Linked DNA regions of Hordeum vulgare: region 2 is linked to region 1. Evidence: chromatin contacts called from public Hi-C data. All regions are on one chromosome and are shown on one strand. The core of a region is the stretch at or near the end of the contact, and the rest is flanking DNA. Distances in the headings are between cores, read along the strand shown. Region 1 overlaps LOC123407234 (rab GTPase-activating protein 22-like). Region 2 holds the start of LOC123410375 (cytochrome P450 78A9-like).

Evidence for each region. Hi-C and Micro-C count contacts between places; a contact is called where the count stands out from the background.
Region 2: a contact with region 1 is called in a Hi-C map of leaf, with 2.5 times the contacts expected there. The contact joins the promoter of LOC123410375 here to the enhancer-like site in region 1. A contact is called at or near these places in 4 of 6 Hi-C or Micro-C datasets (leaf and seedling).

What each region holds. Positions count from the first base shown.
Region 1 is chr7H:231,508,104-231,514,127 of MorexV3_pseudomolecules_assembly, reverse strand. It overlaps LOC123407234 (rab GTPase-activating protein 22-like), which reads right to left. Exons shown (of 5, transcript XM_045100321.1): 4 at 4,458-4,511; 5 at 2,436-4,031. The coding sequence ends at 2,813. Among protein-coding and RNA genes, the nearest start is that of LOC123407234, 13 kb to the right of the region's middle. Within about 2 kb of position 1,982, at least 2 of the 3 cell types and tissues checked have open chromatin away from gene starts, as enhancers often do. A contact at or near this core is called in leaf, where this site is marked.
Region 2 is chr7H:231,762,429-231,768,217 of MorexV3_pseudomolecules_assembly, reverse strand. It overlaps LOC123410375 (cytochrome P450 78A9-like), which reads left to right and starts at 3,801. Exons shown (of 2, transcript XM_045103314.1): 1 at 3,801-4,948; 2 at 5,094-5,789. The coding sequence starts at 3,935. The coding sequence ends at 5,729.

The DNA.
Region 1 (6,024 bases), core at 733-3,232:
CTCACCAGCCCACTAAGGGCTGGTGCGCCACCCATGGGCCTATTAGGTCCTCTCCCGGGTGGGTGGCCCCTCCCGGTAAAACCCCGAAACCCATTTGTCACTCCCGGTACTTTACCGGTAATGCCTGAAATCTTTCCAGAAGCCAAATGCAACAATCCTATATATCAATCTTTGTTTCCGGACCATTCCGGAGACCCTCGTGATGTCCGAGATCTCATTCGGGACTCCGGACAATATTCGGTTACCAACATAAATAATTCAACTATACCAAAAACGTCACCGAACCTTAAGTGTGCACATCCTGCGGGTTCGAGAACTATGTAGACATGACTGAGATACTCTCCGGTCAATATCCAATAGCGGGACCTAGACGTCCATATTGGATCCTACATATTCTATGAAGATCTTATCGATTGAACCTTTATGTCTAGGATTCACACAATCTCGTATATCATTTCCTTTGTCCTTCGGTATGTTACTTGCCCGAGATTCGATCGTCGGTATCGACATACCTATTTCAATCTCGTTAACGATAAGTCTATTTACTCGTTCCGTAATATAAGATCCCGTGGCTAACTCTTTAGTCACATTGCTTGCAAGGCTTGTTTGTGATGTTGTATTACCGAGTGGGCCCCGAGATACCTCTCCGTCACACGGAGTGACAAATCTCAATCTTGATCCATGCTAACTCAATGGACACCTTCGGAGATACATGTAGAGTACCTTTATAGTCACACATTAACGTTGTGACGTTTGATACACACAAGGCATTCCTCTGGTGTCAGTGAGTTACATGATCTCGTGGTCATAGGAATGCATAATTGACATGTAAAAAACAATAGCAACAAAGTGACACGATCATATGCTACGTTTATAGTTTGGGTCTTGTCCATCACATCATTCTTCTAATGGTGTGATACCTTCATCAAGTGACAACACTTGTCTGTGGCTAGAAAACCTTAACCATCCTTGATCAACAAGCTAGTCAACTAGAGTCTCACTAGAAATATTGTTTTGTTTATATATCCACACATGCATTTATGTTTTCATTTAATACAATTATAACATGGATAATAAACGATTATCTTGAAACAGAAAATATAATAATAACTATTTTATTATTGCCTCTAGGGTATATTTCCAACAAAAAATATCTAATTTTTATAAATTTATCACCGTGGGAACGAGATCCTTGACTTAGCTCTGGCTAATTCAGGCAACATCCGGCAGCGACGAGCCCTCGCCTAGCAAATGGCAGAACGGTGAGCGAAAGGGGCTGTTTTTTCTGTTCTAATATAAGGTAATTTTTAGCTGCTTAACGGTGAGCGAAAGCATCGCCGCCCGTTGCCATCGGATGTTGCACGGACGGCGTCCCTTTGAAGTAACCAGAGTTAACACAGATGATCTTGTTCCACCAAAGCATTGGTTAGCCTTGAAATGGTATTAATAAAGTAAATGCAACATCACAGGTTGCTATCATGTCCTTGTGACTTCCCTGATGTTATAATTGTATTATTATTATTACTAGCAAAATAGCCCGTACGTTGCAACGGGAGAAAAAAAAAATACCATACGCTTTTAATCTTTTTATAATTGTTTTGATTTATTAAAATAAGAAGCTAACTAACTAATGTAGTTAGTCCTATCCTATTTTGTTAAAAAGTCAATCCGTCCATTGTTAATTCCACCATAATAAAAAAATTAAAGCGTGGGTTGAATAACAAAAATTACAAGGGCTTTTTTATAAAAATGGCGTGGTGGGTTTTCCGACGAAAGCAATAGCCGTTTTATTATTATTATTATTATTATTATTATTATTAGGTATAGATTTTCAGGGTCGATCTTATACTTGTCCAGGTGCCTTGTATGTGCCACGAGGATATGCGAAAATAGGCGCGGAGCCGGGAAACACATAATGCGCGCGTGTGTCCCATTAATGGGCCATGGCAACTGAAACTGATGGTGGTGGTTGCCTTTGCCTCCTTTTGCTTCAGGTAAGATCGCATCAAAGCTTTGGATTCTAGTGCAGGTGTCCCCTGAGCAGTGCAAATATCATCACCGTTCCCCTCGTTGCTCCAAGGAAGAAGACGTCCTCAAATCAAGTGGACGCAGCTGTTAAGTCTGAATCACTGATGGGAACAGTGCCAACAGTAACGCAACAAGGAAATGCCTCCACTAGAGCATGTGATTCAGCTCAGTCTCAGATGTGCACATTTCAATTTCTAACAGCTGTGCATTGAATCACACCACATCATCCAACCCTTTTTTTTATCTCTCAAACATATGTACTACTCTCTTTCAAAAAACGTCTTACCTTATGGGACAGAGGGAGTATTCCAGTAAAACAGCAAGGAAAGTGGGAGCTGTGATTTGCATGTGTAAGATGGAAGGGTAAAAATTCAGTGCAATATTATCAGTAAACAATACAGAGTAAGTAGTTTGTATACTGCTCTTTATTCCTTAATAATGGTAAAATTCTGTTTCAACTATAATAAAAGGGGGGAAATGCTGTTCTTGCCAAGAAGGAATGTTTAAAAGGCAAAAACAGCAAGTTCCCTGCATTAAATAAGCAACCGACTGTTTACAATGGCAGTAACCTGGTAACTATGACATCCAAGGATGTACTGTATTTTGCTGAACTTGGGATACTTGATCCATGTTCTGTTTTCTTTGAAGGGAACTTACAACAATCTCTATACCTAGGATGTTTTTTATGCCGGGTGACAAACAACAGATGAAAGTTCACTTTCACTGAGAACATACCTCGGGCATAATTTTTAGGTCTATAAACGATTCGAAAAGAGCGATTGAATCAGATCTTATTATGGAGGTTAACAACCAAGTCGTGCGCATCATCTAGAAGCCTCCAGACGTCGAGCTGCCCAGCCATGCTATGGCACTCCCGCAGTATCTCATCCATGCTGCTGTACCTCTCGATGATCAGCTTCCTCCTCTGCAGGACACAGGCTGCAATGGCATAGAGCAACAAATCGTCGGTTGGAGGAGCATGGAGCCTTATCCTTCCCCATGTGGACCTTCCAATACCAGCTCGAACAGCGGCCTGATCAGCCCACATAACCTCCCACAGGCATAAAGTCTGCTCAAAGGTGAGCTCTCTCCTGAAGAGGACTAACACCATTCTGTACACAAAGAAGCAGTCCTCGGCCTGCAGCTTCTGCAGGTGCCTATAGAGGTGCGAGTCTTTGCGCTTGATGATCTGGGAGACGGTCTTCAACTGTCTTCTTATTCCAACCTCATCCAGCCTGAAGTTGTGCCGTGCTTTCTTCATGAAGCCCACAAAGCACCAAAATGCTTCATGGTCTTCCTTCATTACCGCAATTATCGGTGACAACAGGTCACTCATACCTTGGCAGTAGCCAATCTCTGGATCATAAAGTGCATACGCCTCAAGCAACGCAACTAACCGGGCAGCATGATATATCATGTAAGGCTCTAAATGGTCATAGTCTTTCAAACCAACAGACAATGCACGCTCCAGTGCCTTTTCCTCGGAGATTTCAGCCTGGTTACAGGAGAATAAAGCCCAGTCTGTGTTTGCACGGATAGCATCTAGACGTATAATGCGCTGCCATGTTGCAAAATCCTCTGGAGTTTTGTTAGATCTAAAGAAGTCTGACTTGGATGAGGTACTCCTGACAAATTTAGGCTCTGGAGAGCAGTTCTCTTCTATATCAGCACAGACGGATATCTGGCCATGGTAATCTTCATCTGAAGACCCAGAGTCAGAAGATTCTGATTCTGCCATAGATGGACCTACACAAGTTAACTCATTTGTATCATCATCCATGCATTCTTCAGCACCACAGGCAGCATTATCCGGACTGTTTGCCTCGCTGCCTGAACAACTAAATTCCTTGGCTGATACAGAAACACTTGCACTAACATCTTGCAGATAAGGCACACCACGAGAACACCCCTCATTATTGGTTTCATTTATAACCTTTAGCCCAAATCCCTTTTGGCAGTTCAGAATTTGATGGCATTTGCGGCTGAGCTTTTCGTACTCATTCCTGCACCAGAAGATGTGCCAAAAAAATGTCAATAAATTAAGCAGAGATCATTAAAGTCAGTGTTTGCATGCCATTCTCGTCTGATAATTTGAAAAGCAGCAAAGTCTAGCATGGGTCGAGTTTCACCCAAGCTTATATGTACTCCCTCCGTTCCTAATTATAAGACCTTTTAGAGATTACACTATGGACTACATACGGATGTATATAGACACATTTTAGAGTTTGTTCACTCGTTTTGCTCCTAATAAAGTTCATAGTAGAATCTCTAAAAGGTCTTACATTTAGGAACGGACGGAGTATTACTTATCTACTGTCACTTCGTGCTACTTATATGTGAAGGTGAGTTATTATAAATGCAGACCATGTGTACAATTAAAATCTAGAAAGTAAGTACCGACAGAAGGTGAGTTATTATGAAAATGTTACCTTTTCTTTGTCTTGATGATATTTCTTTCCTCTTCAGAACTATTTAAATCATAGCTGTATATGACAAGAAATTTGGTCAATCTTCAGACTTAGTGTAAAAAGCCTACTAAGCAAGAAGTACTTATTAAATGTTTTAAAAGGCAACATCGAAGTACTTTGTTCACAGGTTCACACTAGATTTTACTACACCATATAGAACCACCAAATATTACTGTTTCAGACATAGTTCTGAATTCTGAAGCATGGTTTAAAAAAACTGACAAGACCAGTTAGACCGAAAAATCCTAGACTGTTGGAAGGTCTGGTCCACTTCAGCAGTTGGACCAATTTATGGAAACACTGAAAAAAATAGTGCAAAATATGTGTCAGCCTCACCCTCACAGAGGACCTTCCCTATCGGGCTATAACAGTACAACCTGAGCTGAACTTGATTGCTGTCTAGGGCAGCCCGGTGCATGTAGCTCCCGCTTGCGCAGGGTAAGGGGAGGGGTCTGACTAATACATACTCCCTCCGTCCCAAAATTCTTGTCTTAGATTTGTATAGAAATAGATGTATCTAAATACTAAAACGTGACTAGATACATTCATATCTAGACAAATCCAAGACAAGAATTTTGGGACAGAGGGAGTATAATACAAATACAGTATGCTATCTGGCCACAGTCAAACAGCTCACACCATAGTTCCAACCGTTCAACCGGTCGCCACAGCAGCTTACTCGCCTGTCTGGGTCTTAAAATTGTATTCTACAAGAGCAGTTTTCTTGATCAGTTGCCATAACAGCTTAACCGCCTGTCTGGGTCTTTAAAACTGTTTGCTGTGCATGCTGGTGATCCTTAAAGAGTAGTTTTATTAATCTAAACAGTACTAACAGGCCTCTTGGATTTGCAGGATTCCCCAGGACGCAGGAATAGGAAAAACGCAGGTTTGGAATGTCATGCCATCTTCACTACTATACAAGATTGAACAGTTTTTTTTTTTAATTGTGCATAGGAGAAACATAGCATTCTTTCCAAGAGGCTGGAGTGGATGGAAAAAATTCCTACAAAACCTAGTACAAATGAATCCTGGAAAAGTTCCTATGGACTGCAATCCTATGAATCAAACAACCAATGTGGGAAAAATTCATAAGGATCAGAATCCTCTAAAATTCCTTTGGAGATCCATTGAATCAAATAGACTTTGCAGTTTTCACTACATGGTGCAATATCAGATTTTATCTCTATTGTAGCTATCATGTGAAGTCTCATTTTCAACTATATGGCTGAAATAACTACAAGAGCATAGTATTACTCACCATCACGAGCATAGGTTGATAAGAGGTTCACATTATACTGACATATTTAATGTTATGTGGATCAGCCCTTTAAACGTGGAGTCTTATCCCTTCATTAGAGTCTTATATAGTTGATTAAGCATCTTTGTTAGGAAAGACTCTAGTCAGTTCAGAGATGGTATTAGAGTTTGAATAGATTTCTAGCTTGTTGGCTAAGTCTTGTCTCTTATATAAAGGGGCTGACCCCTCTTAACAAAGCAGAGAAGAATATTGTCGTTTACTTTTATCTAC
Region 2 (5,789 bases), core at 2,552-5,051, 250 kb before region 1:
AATATAGTTTAATGGATCAGTAGAAGAACGGAAATAGAAGCATGACCAATTAATTCATCTTTTCTAGGCAAATATTTATCATGGGGTTGCTTACTGAACTTGGATAAATGAAACTCATGAGACATACCACCAAAATTAACAAAGACCGTTTCCTTTTTGCAATCTATTTGAGCATTGACAGTGTTCAAGAAGGCTCTACCAAATATTATGGGACAAAAATCATCGTGTGGTGAGCAAAGTACTAGAAAATCAGTAGGGTATTTTACTTTTCCACACAAGACTTCAACATCTCTAACAATCCCAAGTGGTGTGATGGTGTCTCTATTAGCAAGTTTAATAGTAACATCTATGTCTTCTATTTCAGCAGGTTTTGTCTCATGCATAATTCTTGATATAGGGTAAAAGGAATAGCACTAACACTAGCACCCATATCACATAAAACATGATAACAATGATCTCCTATTTTTACTAAGACGACAGACATGCCAACAACGGGTCTATTATTATCTTTAGTGTCGGGTTTGGCAATTCTAGTAGCTTCATCATAGAAATAAATAATATGCCCATCAATATTATCGAACAAGAGATCTTTAACCAAAACAATACTAGGTTCTACCTTGATTTGCCAGAGGGTTTGGTTGTTGTAACATAACTTTTGTTAACCACGGTTGAAGCTTTAGCATGTTCCTTTATCCTAACATGGAAAGGTGGTTTCTCAATATAAGAAGTAGGCACAACTGAGTCAACATCGTAAATGATAGTTTCATCCTCAACTTTAATTTGTTCTTCAACTTTTTATTTAATAGGTGGATGATATTTAAACCATTTCTCTTTAGGGAGATCAACATGAGTAGCAAAGCTTTCACAAAATGGGGCTACTATCTCAGAGTCAAGTCCATATTTAGTGCTAAAATCATTGAAACCATCGATATTCATAAAAGATTTAACACAATCAAACTTAGGTTTTATACATGACTCTTTACCTTTGTCGAGTTCCCAATCTTCAGAGTTGCGTTTAGTTCTTTCCAAATGATCCCACCTGAATTCAATAGTCTTCTTTGTAAAAGAACCAGAACAAGAAGTATTGAGCATGCTTTGATCATTATGAGAAAGCCAAGCATAAAAATTCTGAATAATAATTTCTCTCGGGAGCTCATGATTGGGGCATGAATATAACATTGACTTAAGCCTCCCTCAATCTAGAGCGATACTTTCTCCTTCACAAGGCCAAAATTTATAAATAAAAATCTGATCACGATGAACAAGATGCATAGGATAGAGTTTTTTGGTGAAACTCCAATTGCAATCGATTCCAGTTCCAAGATATTGTATCATCCCATAGGCTATACCATGTCAATGCCCCCCCAAAGATAAAGGTAAAACCTTCTTCTTAACTTCATCATCGGATAAACCTGGAAGCTTAAATAATCCAGAAACTTCATCCACGTGGATTAGGTGCATATTGGTATGTTTTGTTCCATCTCCTGCGTAAGGATTAGCTAGCAGTTTCTCTATCCTACCTGAAGGAATTTCATAATAAACATTTTCAGTAGGTTCGACACGTTGAGGGACAACTCTTGGTGTTTTCGAGCGAGGTGAAGATAGCCCGGACAAACCCCTCAAATGATTACTTTCCATATTGACAAGTAATAGTAAATTTTAGCATGTAATATAAATTTTCCCTTACGAAATTCCGCTTACCAAAGCTGCTTCACCTCCCGGGCAACGGCGGTAGAAAAGAGTCTTGATGACCCACAAATATAGGGGATCAATCGTAGTCCTTTCGGTAAGTAAGAGTGTCGAACCCAACAAGGAGCAGAAGGAAATGACAAGCGGTTTTCAGCAAGTTAATTTCTCCAAGCATTGAAATAGTGGTAACAAGTTGTTTGATAGCAAGATAACTGTAACAAGTAACGAGTAGCAATAGTAACATTAAGTGCAGCAAGGTAGCCCAATCCTTTTGTGGCAAAGGACATGCCGGAACAATCTCTTATAATAGGCAAAGCGTTCTTGAGGGCACACATGAATTTCATCAAGTCACTTTCGTTATGTTGGGTTAATTCGCGTTCGGTACTTTGATAATTTGATATGTGGGTGGACTAGTGCTTGGATGTTGTTCTTACTTGAACAAGCCTTCTACTTATGACTAACCCTCCCGCAAGCATCCGCAACTATGAGAAAAGTATTAAGAATAAATCCTAAGCATAGCATTAAACATAAGGATCCAAATCAGCCCCTTCCGGAATAGCGCATAAACTAGGGCTTAAGTTTGTGTCACTCTCACAACCCATCATCTAATAACTACTGCACAATGCATTCCCTTAGGCCTAAAGATGGTGAAGTGTTATGTAGTCGACGTTCACATAACACCACTAAGGGAATCACAACATTCATATCATCAAAATATCGAACGAGTATCAACATCACATGACTACTTGCAACATGACTTATCCCGTGACCTCAAGAACAAAAATAACTACTCACAAGTGATAAACATGTTGATGATCAAAGAGGCATTAAATAACATATTATACGAGAAAAGGCATTAGAATTACTTGTTGACGTAGCTTTTTCAGGTCCAGAGTTCCATCTCCCTGCATTCTTCCTCTTGATGTAAACCTTGCATATTATAAGAGAAAAGGCATTAGAATTACTTCATAAAGTGGTATAATGCATAAAAACACTATGACTTACACTAACAAAACATGATGCAAAATGAACGTATCAGATACAGGAAAAAAGCCACAACACAACATAAAAAACCACTATAAATTATTACTTCAATCAGATGATGATAATAATATTATATTTTTAAGGTAGGTTGAGTTTTTTTCTCAAGTAAATATTTAATATTGAGAAAAGTTGTAAGATAATAAAATGAAGGTGTGTCTTTAGCAAAAAAATAGTAGGGTATTTGACACATGGCTAATAAAGCCTAAATTTTCTTCATGGTTAATCAAGCTTCCATGTTTGCTAGCAGATGAAATGGAAGAAAATCATATGCAACATATATGATAATAAATTATCATATTTTCTGTTAATACATATCAAGACTATTTAATAAAATAACATTTTATTAAGCTAGCGAGTGAGTGTTGGTTCAAGATTGACTTATCTCTCAACCGAGCTACATATGGTAATCATATCACTTATTTCTTTTCAAGTCGGTTCAAATACGAAATTGGGTTACAAACCAATCTGTGGTTGGATGATTAGAGGAACGGTGATACCCAGCTCATTAGGGTAAGTTCTGGTGCTTGCATTATTTTTAAATTTATTTTAGCATTTTCTGCGATACGTTTTCAGTGAAAGAATTCCCGTTCACGATGAGGTGCCTACAGTAACTTCGTAAATTTAAGATGATATACCTGTTCAATTTATCGAAAATGCTAATAGGGATAGAATGTGCGTGTGTGCTTTCATAGCGTTAAGCGTATACATGTGTATATGAACGTTTGTGTTTGTACTATGTTAAAAAAAACGAGTTTGGGTTAAGCTACTCACAGGACTTGAGCATTTCTTGCAGCCCAGTCACACAAACCCAAGCCAATTACACATTTCGGCATATATTGAGTAGTTTATGAGACTGTCTTATCTTAAGTTCGTTACGTATTTCAAAGAAGAAGAAAAAATGTTGTACAATGAGTTATTTCTTCGTCTTACCTTCGATAACTATGTATCTCTAAGTATGGTGAGACCATTATTGCTAATTAATGCGTACCTTTTTAAAATAATTTCTCTCTAGTTACCATTGTACATTCCTCCACCGCTATAAAAGGCGGTGCCGCGCGGTCTCGTCCACCAAAACTCAAAGTGCACTTGACTTTCCAGCTGCGAACAACAATCCGTCCTTTCATTTGCGCCCCCTAGTAGTGTTCTTCCCATTCGGCCTAAACGCGAGAACGAGGGAAAAAGTACGTGCACGTACGTCGACATGGCTCCATCCGAGGAGTGCGGCTGGCTGCTGTACGTTTCTCTTGCAGCCAAATGCTGCGCCAACGGCGACGGCGAGCCTTACCGCGTGGTAAGCTTTGTTGCAGTTCTGCTCGCCGCCTTCGTCGTCACGTCGCTCCTGCACTGGTCGTCTCAAGGTGGTGCGGCGTGGGGGAGGTATTGGTGGACGAGGAAGGGTCTGGGCATTGGCGAGGCCCGTGTCCCGGGGCCACGGGGCTTCCCCGTGATCGGCAGCATGGGGCTCATGACCGGCCTCGCGCACCGTAAGCTGGCGGTGGCGGCGTCAGGAAACGTCAGGCGCCGGCGGCTCATGGCGTTCTCCATGGGGGAGACTCGGGTGGTGGTGACCGCGGACCCTGACGTAGCCAGAGAGCTGCTGGCTAGCCCTGCGTTCGCTGATCGGCCGGTCAAGGAGTCCGCCTACGGGCTTATGTTCCATCGCGCCATCGGGTTCGCCCCCTACGGCGCCTACTGGCGCACGCTCCGCCGCGTGTCGTCCTCGCACCTCTTCTCGCCGCGGCAGGTGGCCGCCTCCGCCGCGCAGCGCGCAGTGATCGCGCGCCAGATGGTGGACGCCATGAGGCCCGTCGGCAGCGCTGGCATCAAACACGTCGAGGCGCGGCGGTTCCTGAAACGCGCGTCGCTGCACAACGTGATGTGGTCCGTTTTCGGTCGGAGGTACGAGCTGGACGAGGTGGAGAGCGAGGAGGCCGCGGAGCTCAAGAGCCTGGTGGATCAAGGCTACGACCTGCTCGGCCAGCTCAATTGGTCCGACCATCTCCCGTGGCTCGCGCGCTTCGACCTGCAGAAGATCCGGTCCAAGTGCTCCGCCCTCGTCCCCCGCGTGAACCGGTTTGTCGGCAGGATCATCGACGAGCACCGTGCCGCCCGGAACGACGCCGACGCCGACGCCGTAGTAGACTTCACCGACGTTCTGCTCTCCCTACAAGGCAGCGACAAGCTCTCCGACGCCGATATGACCGCCGTTCTCTGGGTACGTTCTTTCATACTAGTACCTTCATACGCTTAAATGGAAAACATGAATGAACACTTATGAGTAGATAGATATGCATGCATGTGTGATGTGTCCGGTAATTAGGTTGGTCATAACGAGAAATGTTTTATGTGTGGGGTTGCAGGAGATGATCTTTCGTGGCACCGACACCGTGGCAGTGGTAATCGAATGGGTGCTGGCCCGGCTGGTGCTGCACCAGGGCGTGCAGGCGAGGGTCCACGAGGAGCTGGACCGGGTGGTCGGGCCGAACCGGGCGGTGACCGAGTCGGACGCCGCCTCGCTCGTCTTTCTGCAGGCCGTGGTCAAGGAGGTCCTGCGCCTTCACCCACCGGGCCCGCTGCTGTCGTGGGCGCGGCTTGCCACATCGGACGTCCACGTAGGTGGGTTACTTGTCCCCGCGGGGACCACAGCGATGGTCAACATGTGGGCCATAACCCACGACCCAGCCGTGTGGGCCAAGCCGGGGGAGTTCAAGCCAGAACGGTTCCTCGCCGGGCCATTGTCCGCCGACTTCTCCGTAACGGGTTCCGATCTCAGGCTCGCGCCGTTCGGGTCCGGCAGGCGGAGCTGCCCCGGCAAGTCACTCGCGATGGCCACCGTCGGATTCTGGGTTGCCACGCTGCTGCACGAGTTCGAGTGGACGCCGCCGCCGCCGTCGTCTGCCGGGCCAGGTGGCGTGGACATGTCTGAGGTGCTGAGGCTGTCGTGTGAGATGGCAGCTCCGCTAGAGGCGAGGCTAAGGCCGAGGCGTACTGTGTGATTACGTGCTTGCTTGGGGCAGCCATGTGAGCAGTTGGCCTCTTCTTCCCTTCTGTACTAC